Linked DNA regions of Mus musculus: all the other regions are linked to region 2. Evidence: chromatin contacts called from public Hi-C and promoter capture Hi-C data. All regions are on one chromosome and are shown on one strand. Each heading gives the region's core, a stretch centred on a gene start, on an enhancer-like site or on the middle of the called end of the contact. The rest is flanking DNA. Distances are from core to core; before and after follow the strand shown.

Region 1 (3,170 bases), core at 567-3,066, 2.5 Mb after region 2:
CAGTGAATCGAAACCCTCTCCACAGCCTAAGAGACCCAATGGGACGCAGAATCTTCCACCTCCTGCCTTCCTGCCTTTGTCTCCTACCTGTGTCCCTCTTTCCCTCTGTTCCAGTCACCGGCCCAGCACACACAGAGGCCACCCCTGCCACTCTCTCCTAGTTGGGAGCTCAGGAAGAGCTTCCCTGAGCTACCTGAGAGGCTGACTACCCTATGCACTACGGCAACCCTAAGCTTCCCAACCCACTCTACCTGTTCCACGCACTTTCCACTAACACTGTAACCGTAGCACCGGAGGCCTCTATCAGTCACTGTTATTACATCCACAGTGACAACGGATAACCACCTAACAGTCTATCACCACCAGAGCGTTCCACCTTTGACTGAACTCTTCTTTACACAATCTCCTCTCTTCCGGAAACAGCTCCAAGGACCAAGTTCACTTCTTTGTCCCCAGGATTTACAAGAGCACTGCCTGACAACACTCCAGCAATGTCTGAGCAGCAGCCACATGCTACTCAACACTTAAAAACGGCATGCACCACTACGGAAATAAATTCTACATTTTAATCTGTTTACATTTTGAGTGGCTACATGTGGTCATAGCTACAGCAAAGATCTAGAACAAAGAGTGGAGCATGAAGCAGTTGATACTATCAAGCACGGTGGATAAGCCATATTTACAGCCATTGCTGAAGTGACTATGTACAGGTCTTTTGTATTGCAATTACAATACTGATTTCAGTTCTCAGGAGGCAGAGGCAGGAGGACCTTTGTAGCTCCAGGCCAGTGAGGGCTACACAGTGAGACTTTGTCTTGGAACAAACCCAAAAAGAACAAACAAACAAAACACAAAATACAATATAGAGTTCACTTGTCTCAACACGGGCTACCTCAGCCCTGCCAACAAATAAGTCAGAAAGGAAAAACGAACAAACAAAACATCTTCATGTAATACAAAATCAGGCCCAGGTCTGTGCCAAGACACACCAAAATGTGCTAGCGTGCAAAACACAAAGCAGTTCCTGTTTGCCTATTTTTAATTCTTACTGGAGGAAGTAAGTCTTTATCAAGTCTCATGTCTGGGTCACAAGCAAACAAGGGCTCTGTTAATTAAACAAAACAAAACAAAACCATGCATTACTAAGGAGGGCTGACTTCACAGGCAACCTTTGGCACGTCCGTGCTCTCCAGTCTCTCGCCCAGATCTCAGCCTTAATTTTTTTAAAGATCTATTTATTTATTATTTATTTATATGAGTACACAGCAGCTGTCTTCAGACACACCAGAAAAGGGCATCAGATCCCCATTACAGATGGTTGTGAGCCACCATGTGGTTGCTGGGAATTGAACTCAGGACCTCTGGAAGAGCAGCAGTCAGTGCTCTTAACCGCTGAGCCATCTCCCCAGCCCCAGATCTGTCTTGAGACCTGGAATGAATGAGCCGGCCACAGGCAGCCTGGCCCCGAGGCCTGCTCGCTGCAGGGGCGGCGGAACTTGGTGCAGGAGGGGAGGGCGCAGAGAAAGGCCATGGCAGAGAAGCGGGGACCGGACAGTCCCGGGGATCCGGGACCGACTCCCCGAGAGCGGTTCGCGGTCCCCTCTCCCACTGTCGCCGCGGCCGAGGACGTTACCTGCGCCGTCAGGCCTTGCTCCTCGTCGTCCTGGCCGCTCAAGACGCGCCGCAGCTTCTCCATAGCCCTGTCCTCTTGCCACGCCGCCGACCCCTAGCTCGTCCGGCCCCCACGCCCACCCGGAAGCCCGGAATCCGCACCTTCAAGCGCCGGCCGGAAATCCGGACTTCCGCTTCCTTCAAGCATGCGCACCTCCTTGCTCTTTAATCTGCTGGGGCGGGCCTGATTACGTCACTTCCGGCGCGCCCACGGGTGCCCGCAGGGGGCTGGTGAGTGGCTTTTCTTATCCTCAAGATCGTTCAGCCAGCCAGTAGGGAGGGACACAGTTAGAGCTGTCTGTCCGGCCTGGTGCAGAGAAACAGTGTCCAGTTGCATGACTGTCCAGGCACTGAGTGACAGGTCCTGCCCCGATTGTTTTGGGTTGGAGAGATGGTAATGAAATGGCCTTTATTTTAACGATTTCACTAACAGCTTCCTCCTTAAAATTGGATCAAGAAAAAAAAAAGGGTTAATTGTCAATCCTACTGCCTCGCGAAAGGCAGTCATTACTAGAGAAGGGGATCTTTTACAGATGAAACTGCTCCAGCGTTCTCAGGGAGTTAGACCTGAACGAACAAAAGTGCGAAAGCCCCGTCCCTTTGCCCTTTGAAAGATTACAAAGATGATAACGAATGTACAATAAAAATCGTCCTTGATGTCCAATAAAATAGTTTTTAATATGGCTACACGTTTTCCCTTTGAAGTATAGTAACTTCTATATTAAAAAATCTGATAACAGTAGTTATGAAAAGTCTGTTTTTCAATATATATGAAATTGCCAGTACTCACAATATAGTTGAAACCTCGATTTGAAGGAGTCAGTATGTACTTGAAATAATTAGTGGCAGTTTAAAAATTCTGGTGACATATACATGGATCTTAATGTCACAGTGAAACCCATTAATTTGTACAAATGATAGGGTGTTAATTATAGTAACAAGAATAAACAACGATCCTAGAATGTGTTGCAGACAGAAAGCTATTTAGTAACCCAGTTTTGCCTGAGACTTAACCTCTTAGTGTTCTGATTTGATATATATGTGACCCCACCCCCTTCTGTCATTTGCCTGTGTGTCTGTGTACCATATTCATGCACAGCCCATAGCTATCAGAAGAAGGCATCAGATTCCCTAGAACTGGAATTAGGGAAGATTGTGAGCTGCTGTGTGGGTGCTGGGAAACTGAATCCTCTGGAAAAGCAGCCAGTGCTCTTAACCACTGAGCCCATCTCTCCAGGCCCCTGTCATTCTTAAGGCCGAGTACGATCTTATGTAGAATAGAGACCTTGGGCAACACACATGTCTTGAAGTGTAAATTGCCTGACAAATTTAATTATATAGAACAAAATGTAACTATTAAAAACAAGGACTGAGGGCTTGAGAGATGGATCAGAGGTTAAGAACACTGGATGCTCTTCCAGAGGCCCTGAGTTTGATTCCCAGCACCCACTTGGTGACTTCCAACCACCTATAAAGGGATCTGATGACCTCTTTTGTCA
Region 2 (3,065 bases), core at 141-2,640:
TCTCTCTTGTAAAATCTGTATTTTTTTTCCTAATCTGTCCCACTTGGTTCGCACTAATCAGTTCAGATTTGGGTTTACAAACGACTCTTAAGTAAATGTCACTTAAAAGCTTAGTGCCATTCATAAAAATGTATACTTTTTTTCTTAATTTAACAAGTTTCCAATTCATTCATCCAAAATACACACTGCCCTATGGAGGGAAGAAGCAGCTAGACACCATGAGCGTGCACCTCTGCTTCCAGGAGCATCTTAGCTGCCTAGCATGACTCTCAAGAGGAAGAGAGGAGGGCTGCACACTTGTAACATTACTTTTATGAGTTAAAACAGACTCGGCTACTTTCACCGTGTAACGCATTTACTTCATAAATGCACCTCTCATCCATCTTCTAGACACATCTCAAATAGACCGACTTCAGATGTGCTTAGTGCGATACCTGTCAGGCATATATCACAAACAAGTTCACTACATCTTCAGAACATCACTTGGATGGGGGCGGCGAGTCTACAGTAACGAAACCTCCAAACGGGAATGTGCGCTAAATTATGCATTTATTTCTACTTATCCCGGAGGAGAACCCAAAACGTGGCTTCACATATAACATCTCTGTCAGGGAGGTCCTTTCCAATCTGCCTACTTCACACTGCTTAGAACAACCCTAGTGGCCACTTCCAAAGCTGCACTGGTCAAACTGCACCCAGTCACAAACTGTAGTGGGGGAAAAAGCCATCTTTGCAGTTATCTACTCGGCTAGTCTTTCGTCTCAGATCTCCGAGGACACATTTAAAAAGACAGAACTGAGGTGCGATCTCCACGAGGCAGATGCTTTCCTGAGATTTTCTTTAAGTCCTAGGGTGTGTGAACTCGCCCTGAAGTGAAGGACAGCTTGACCGAAACAGACCTGGGCTGGTCACCCCGTGGAGCGGCAGGGCGAGCCCCGCCGTCGGGGGTCGCAGTGGAGCACGCGGGTGTCCGTGGGGATACAGTCTTCAGCGAGCTAACCTTGGCTAAGGCAGGTTGGAAACTCATACCTAATGCTCTAGCACACACCGGACCAGGCTATGGGCGGGGGGGGGGGGGGGGGCGGGCCGAGGAAGCCCACAGAGCGGACGGAGCGCGGCACGCACGCCTCCGCCGTGACACTGACAGGTGGCTCGGGTCGGCCCCCGAGGATCCCACTCGGACCCGTGGGGTGTGACGTGGTGCCACACACGGACGCGGGGCGGCGCGGAGAGATTGTACCTGGCAGGCACCCACGTACCTATCATGGTCACCGGGCGGGTGGTGGCTGCGGGTCGAGAAGGACCTACGCGGGCACTGGCGCCCGCCCGAGCCTCCCACCAGCGTTTCTGTCAGGTTTAGTCATCCAGGCCTCCTCCCCCTTCCCCTCGCGAGCCAGGCGGGCGCAGTGCGCACGCGCAACCACCCGCCCCTAGCGCGAAGCCTGCTGGGAGGCGTAGTTTTAACCCGTAAGATTCGCCTCCGGCAGCTGCAACTGTCTTCGCTGGTAACCTTTTCCGGAAACGCTCGTCACGGAGGGGCGGGACTAGCGTCTCCTAATGTTGACTAATCGCTTAGCAACCGGGAGGCTTACACCTTTGGAAGCTCTTAGAGACTCTAGCCTCGGATCCCAGCCCTCTTCCCGCCCCTCTCCTCCCCTAAACTCCCTCCACCTTGGTGCTGCCAAACATCTGGATCTCCCTGGGCAGCACGAGGGGTTGAATTTCTACCACTAGAGCCTTTTAGAGTGTTTTCCCGACCCCCTGCTCACTTCTGTAAAAGCCACTGGTTTTTCTTCCACACCTCTGATAAGAACAAGACGTTTTCTAGGAAGAATGTGGTAGAAAAAGAGACCCTGACCTTAAACAAATGCCCAGACAAGATGCCGAAGAGGACTAAACTGCTGCCACAACAGACGTTCCAGGTGCACCAGCCTCGTTCCCTGGTTTCTGAGGGCTTCACAGTCAAAGCCATGATGAAAAACTCAGTCGTAAGTGATCTTCCTCGATTGAACGCACTTGCTCCGAATCAGGGGACATGTGGTTGTAGAGGATGACAAGCCCTGGGTCCTGGTACTGTTTACCAGAACTGGCAATGACTCGGTCAGTAGCAGACTCTGCCCGACAGTGTGCAGAGATGTAGGCTAGGTGGTTAAAGAACCTTTGGGGCAGGCGATGTACTGAGTTAGCGTATAAGCACCTTCTTGAGCAAGTGTGCTTTCTCCACTACCCCAAATTACACTTAAGCTGTTTCACTGGTAAGGGGGAAAAAAATCCTTATCTTTATTGTAAACTTAGTCCACTCAGTACAAGACCTTCTGGAGTGAATGCTCTTAGAAGTCATAGGCTTTCAAAATTTAACACGAACCAGTATGAGACACATAAACTCATCAGTAATATATACTAATTTATCTCATCTGGGACATTTTAGAATGCCTTAGCATTTACTCAGCAACATTCTGACAAAAAAAAAGGTATTAACCTGTTAAAGTATTCAAAAATTACTTATGTGAAGACTGGTTCCTGATAGGCCTTTTAAATACATTTTAAACAATATAAGCTCTATTTCAAGTGTCTCTAATAATACAAGCCCTATTTCATTTTTATGAGTTGTGATAATACAAATAAAATATTCTTAACACGAATAGGGGAAAATATTCAAAGGCACACAAACGGTTTAGCTATATGCCTAATACTGCTTTTCAATCTTCTTGTTTATTAAATACCATATGATTTGGTATGCTAAACCATGTTTGTCTACTGAGTGGGCACCTGTTTAGGAGTGTGAGAGATTTAATACTAAATGTAGTTTTCAATTTTGTACAATTTACACCCTGAGAGGATCTTATTATACAGCAATTCAATATATTAGCTTAATAGTGTTCTTCGTTGTCCCACTATATTTCTACTTATATATTGCAAATCTTATACATACCACTTAGAGGACACAAATGAAGTAGATTACCTGTAGACTTCCAGCTTGGATTCCTATGTTGCTATTGTATATTGGTTGATCTATAGTAGTTATAGAGTGTAAAAGCAAACTGCAGAGTTACAGGAAACAGAAA
Region 3 (3,443 bases), core at 727-3,226, 2.2 Mb before region 2:
CCTTGTAAAAAACAATAGATTAAAAAGACTATTTTGTTAAATACTATTTTGTTTAGCCATTAAAACAATATTCCCAGGGGCTGGTGAGATGGCTCAGTGGTTAAGAGAACTGACTGCTCTTCTGGAGGTCCTGAGTTCAAATCCCAGCAACCACATGGTGGTTCACAACTATCTATCTGTAAAGAGATCTGATGTCCTCTTCTGGTGTATCTGAAGACAGCTACAGTGTACTTACGCCCTCTGTCTGAAGACAGTTACAGTATATGTAATAATAATAAATAATAATAAAAATATAATAATAAATAAATCTTCCAAAAAAATTCCCAGAAATTGTGGTTGACTCAACAGGTAAAACACAAAAAGGCTCTTGCCAGGAAAACCTGACACCCTGACTTGAATTGACAATCTGAGCTTAGTTTCTGGATACCACAGTGGAAGGAGAGAACCAATGCCCTAGGTTATCCTCTAACCTCCACTGGCTCCGTGTGTCAGCACGAATCCATTCACACACACACACACACACACACACACACACACACACACAGAGGTTTTTTAATACTATAGCATTCCCATATACATCATCTAGGGGTGCAAACACAGAACTCTGCACTATGGATTTTGTTGGCTGAGCGCTTAAAAATATAGGTAAATAAATAAGCTTGCCTACTGTTCCATTCAGTGACAGATACTCAGTTTCTCACAAAATAGCTATTTTTCTTGTGAACTTTGACCCCAAAAGTACCAAGTCTAGCCTGTTCTGCAGCTAAGTGCTCGTTCCTGTCTTTTCCTCCCCCCCCCCCCAAGGGTAAAGAGTGTGAAACAGGATGTCCAGAGATATCCAAGGGGTCAGGGAGTCCCAGCCCTAGACTGAACTAATCCTATTGTTGTCCACAACGGTGACAATAATCACAACTCGGACTGCAGTCTTCTGATGCCACTTCAGACCCTCTCCTGCACCTGCTGCCAGGCCACCAATATCGCTTGCTCTCAGCAAAACCCCAGCCACTTCTAGCCCCAACCACCCTCTCACCCAAGGGCACCTGGCTGACCCAGCTCGGGCACTCTCAACCCTCCTGCAAATGGCTGCCAAGGCTACCTGAAAAATAAGCAAAACAAACTCTCCTGAAGCCACGTTATATAACAACCGCATATTTTAAATATTCATATGCAAAACAAAAACTAAATATTCATTACGCAAAAAGGAGCAGCGTCCGAGAGCTGTCTTTAAAGGACCACCACCAATGCTAGCTAGCAACACGGGTGACAAAAAAGGACACAACAGTAAGGTCCGTCAAGTACTTTCGTGAGGTCCTGTGTTTTCCGGGATAGGAAAGGACGTTTATGCGAACCAACGGAGGTATTCCCCGGCATCGAAACAGACCTCCGTCCGGCCACCGGGATCCTCGTGTGCAGGGGCCCCGCACCTACCCTTGGCCAGAGCCTCGTGGTACTTCTCCTCGGTGGCGTTGAGATTGTTCACGTAGGCCGCGTGGTGCTTGCTGTGGTGCAGCTGCATGATCTGCGCGTTAATGTGTGGCTCCAGCGCGCCATAGTCGTAAGGCAGGTCTGGGAGGCTGTGCTTGTGCCGGGAGCCCGCGGCACCGGCCACAGGGCCCAGCCTCCTGCCCGTGCTGAGAGGAACAGAGAGGACGGCGGGTCACGCCACTGACACGGCGAGCCAGCCACGCCCGCCGCCCCGAGACCCACCCGTAGGGGACGCCGAGGCCCCGGGGCCCTGCCGCTCACCTGCACGCCGCCCGACACAACATTATTGAGGTTTACACGACCGCTGCTCTCCTCAGAACACGGCCGTTCGCTCGCAGGCGCGCGTCTGCTAGGCAGCGTCCGCCCGGCGTCCGCAAGGACACAGCGAAGCGGTGACCCTGCCCGCAGCGCCCATCAGCGGAGGGGAGGACGGCGACACGGACGGCCCGGCGCATAACGGAGCGGCATCCTGGGAAGGCAACGTCTCCCCTGTGCCAAATTGGTAGAGGCCGCGTGCTTGCTACAGCCACGCCCCCACCATCGGCCTTGGCCCCGCCCCGCCTCGGGGAACCCCGTCCGCCCCGCGGTGTGGCTCCGCCCCTCCTCGGGCCGCCCTGTCCAGCTCTGGCTGTGAGCTGCAAAGCTTCCACTCTATTTCTACTCCTGCTTCTGGGAAACCCTGGAGACTTTCCTCCGGAAAGCCAAGGCTCTGCTGCTGGTCAGAATTATGGAGTAATCAGGGCCCCTCTGACCCAGTTAATTTATGCCCGGAGTGACCTTCCCTGGGGCCTAACCTGACATTAAATCACGTCGCAGGTTTGCGTGTGTTCATCTTTGTTGCCCCTGAGACTGGGGTTGCGGACTCCGGGTGCAGCTTGCCAGTTAACTAGTAAGAGTCCGGATTAGAAGGCGAGGTTCATCTTTCTTGATTAAACTCTGCAACATTCAGTGACTTCAAAAACCAACCCACTCGACCAAATGTAAAAGGACATTGTTTCCCTTTGTGGACTTATTAGTCTAAGAAGCAGTGGCTATCAAATGTTTCCATAACAATTATACAGCTTTCCTCTTCTACTTAATGGGTTTATGTCTTCCCTGATTAGAAAACACTAAGAAAGCAGAAGGCAGTTGGCTGAGTAGTTCCCGGTGGTTTTTTCCCACCCCCTTTGCAGGCCTCCTAAGGATGACAGGGCTTAGGGTAAGGGGAATTGCAAGAGGATGCTTTCCGGTAGGGAGAAACCTGTCCACAGGCGTCAGACCGGAGCTGTATGGATGACCTGTGTCTTAGTTAGGGTTTTACTGCTGTGAACAGACACCATGACCAAGGCAAGTCTTATAAAAAACAACAGTTACTTGTGGCTGGCTTACAGGTTCAGAGGTTCAGTCCATTATCATTAAGGTGGGAGCATGGCAGTATCCAGGCAGGCATGGCACAGGCAGAGCTGAGAGTTCTATGTCCTCATCCAAAGGCAGCTAGTGGAAGACTAACTTCCAGGCAACTAGGGTGAGGATCTTATGCCCACACCCACAGTGACACACCCATTCCAACCAGGTCACACCTATTCCAACAAGGCCACACCTCCAGATGGTGCCATTCCCTGGCCCAAGAATATACAAACCATCATGCTCCACTCCCTGGCCCCCCATAGACTTGTTCAAAAACATGAGTCTATGGGGGGCCATACTTAAACATAGCATAATGCAAAATGCTATGGTGGTGTGGTGGCACATGCCTTTGATCCCAGCACTCCGGAGACAGAGGCAGGCGGATTTCTGAGTTCAAGGCTAGCCTGGTCTACAAAGTGATTTCCAAGACAGCCAGGGCTATACAGAGAAACCCTGCCTCAAAAAAAAAAAACAAAAACAAAAACAAAAAAAAATGCATTTAGTCAAACTTTTCAAGTCCTCATAGTCTATAGCAGTCTCAACAATATTAAAAATCCAAAGTTCAAGGTCTC

What was found. Promoter capture Hi-C pulls out the DNA fragments that hold promoters and counts their contacts. Hi-C and Micro-C count contacts between places; a contact is called where the count stands out from the background.
Region 1: a contact with region 2 is called in a Hi-C map of CD4 T cells, with 6 times the contacts expected there. The contact joins the promoter of Sft2d1 here to the promoter of Prkn in region 2. A contact is called at or near these places in 1 of 39 promoter capture datasets (pre-B cells) and 1 of 484 Hi-C or Micro-C datasets (CD4 T cells).
Region 3: a promoter capture Hi-C map of pre-B cells shows a contact between it and region 2, with 6 times the contacts expected there. The contact joins the promoter of Sod2 here to the promoter of Prkn in region 2.

Annotation. Positions count from the first base shown.
Region 1 is chr17:8,309,749-8,312,918 of GRCm38.p6, reverse strand. It overlaps Sft2d1 (SFT2 domain containing 1), which reads right to left and starts at 1,816. Exons shown (of 8, transcript NM_134114.2): 1 at 1,634-1,816. The coding sequence starts at 1,696. It overlaps 4930506C21Rik (RIKEN cDNA 4930506C21 gene), which reads left to right and starts at 1,801. Exons shown (of 5, transcript NR_073374.1): 1 at 1,801-1,902.
Region 2 is chr17:10,838,684-10,841,748 of GRCm38.p6, reverse strand. It overlaps Prkn (parkin RBR E3 ubiquitin protein ligase), which reads right to left and starts at 1,390. Exons shown (of 12, transcript NM_016694.4): 1 at 1,260-1,390. The coding sequence starts at 1,266. It overlaps Pacrg (PARK2 co-regulated), which reads left to right and starts at 1,558. Exons shown (of 5, transcript NM_027032.2): 1 at 1,558-1,988. The coding sequence starts at 1,881.
Region 3 is chr17:13,006,372-13,009,814 of GRCm38.p6, reverse strand. Sod2 (superoxide dismutase 2, mitochondrial) reads right to left here and starts at 1,976. Exons shown (of 5, transcript NM_013671.3): 1 at 1,747-1,976; 2 at 1,429-1,631. The coding sequence starts at 1,769.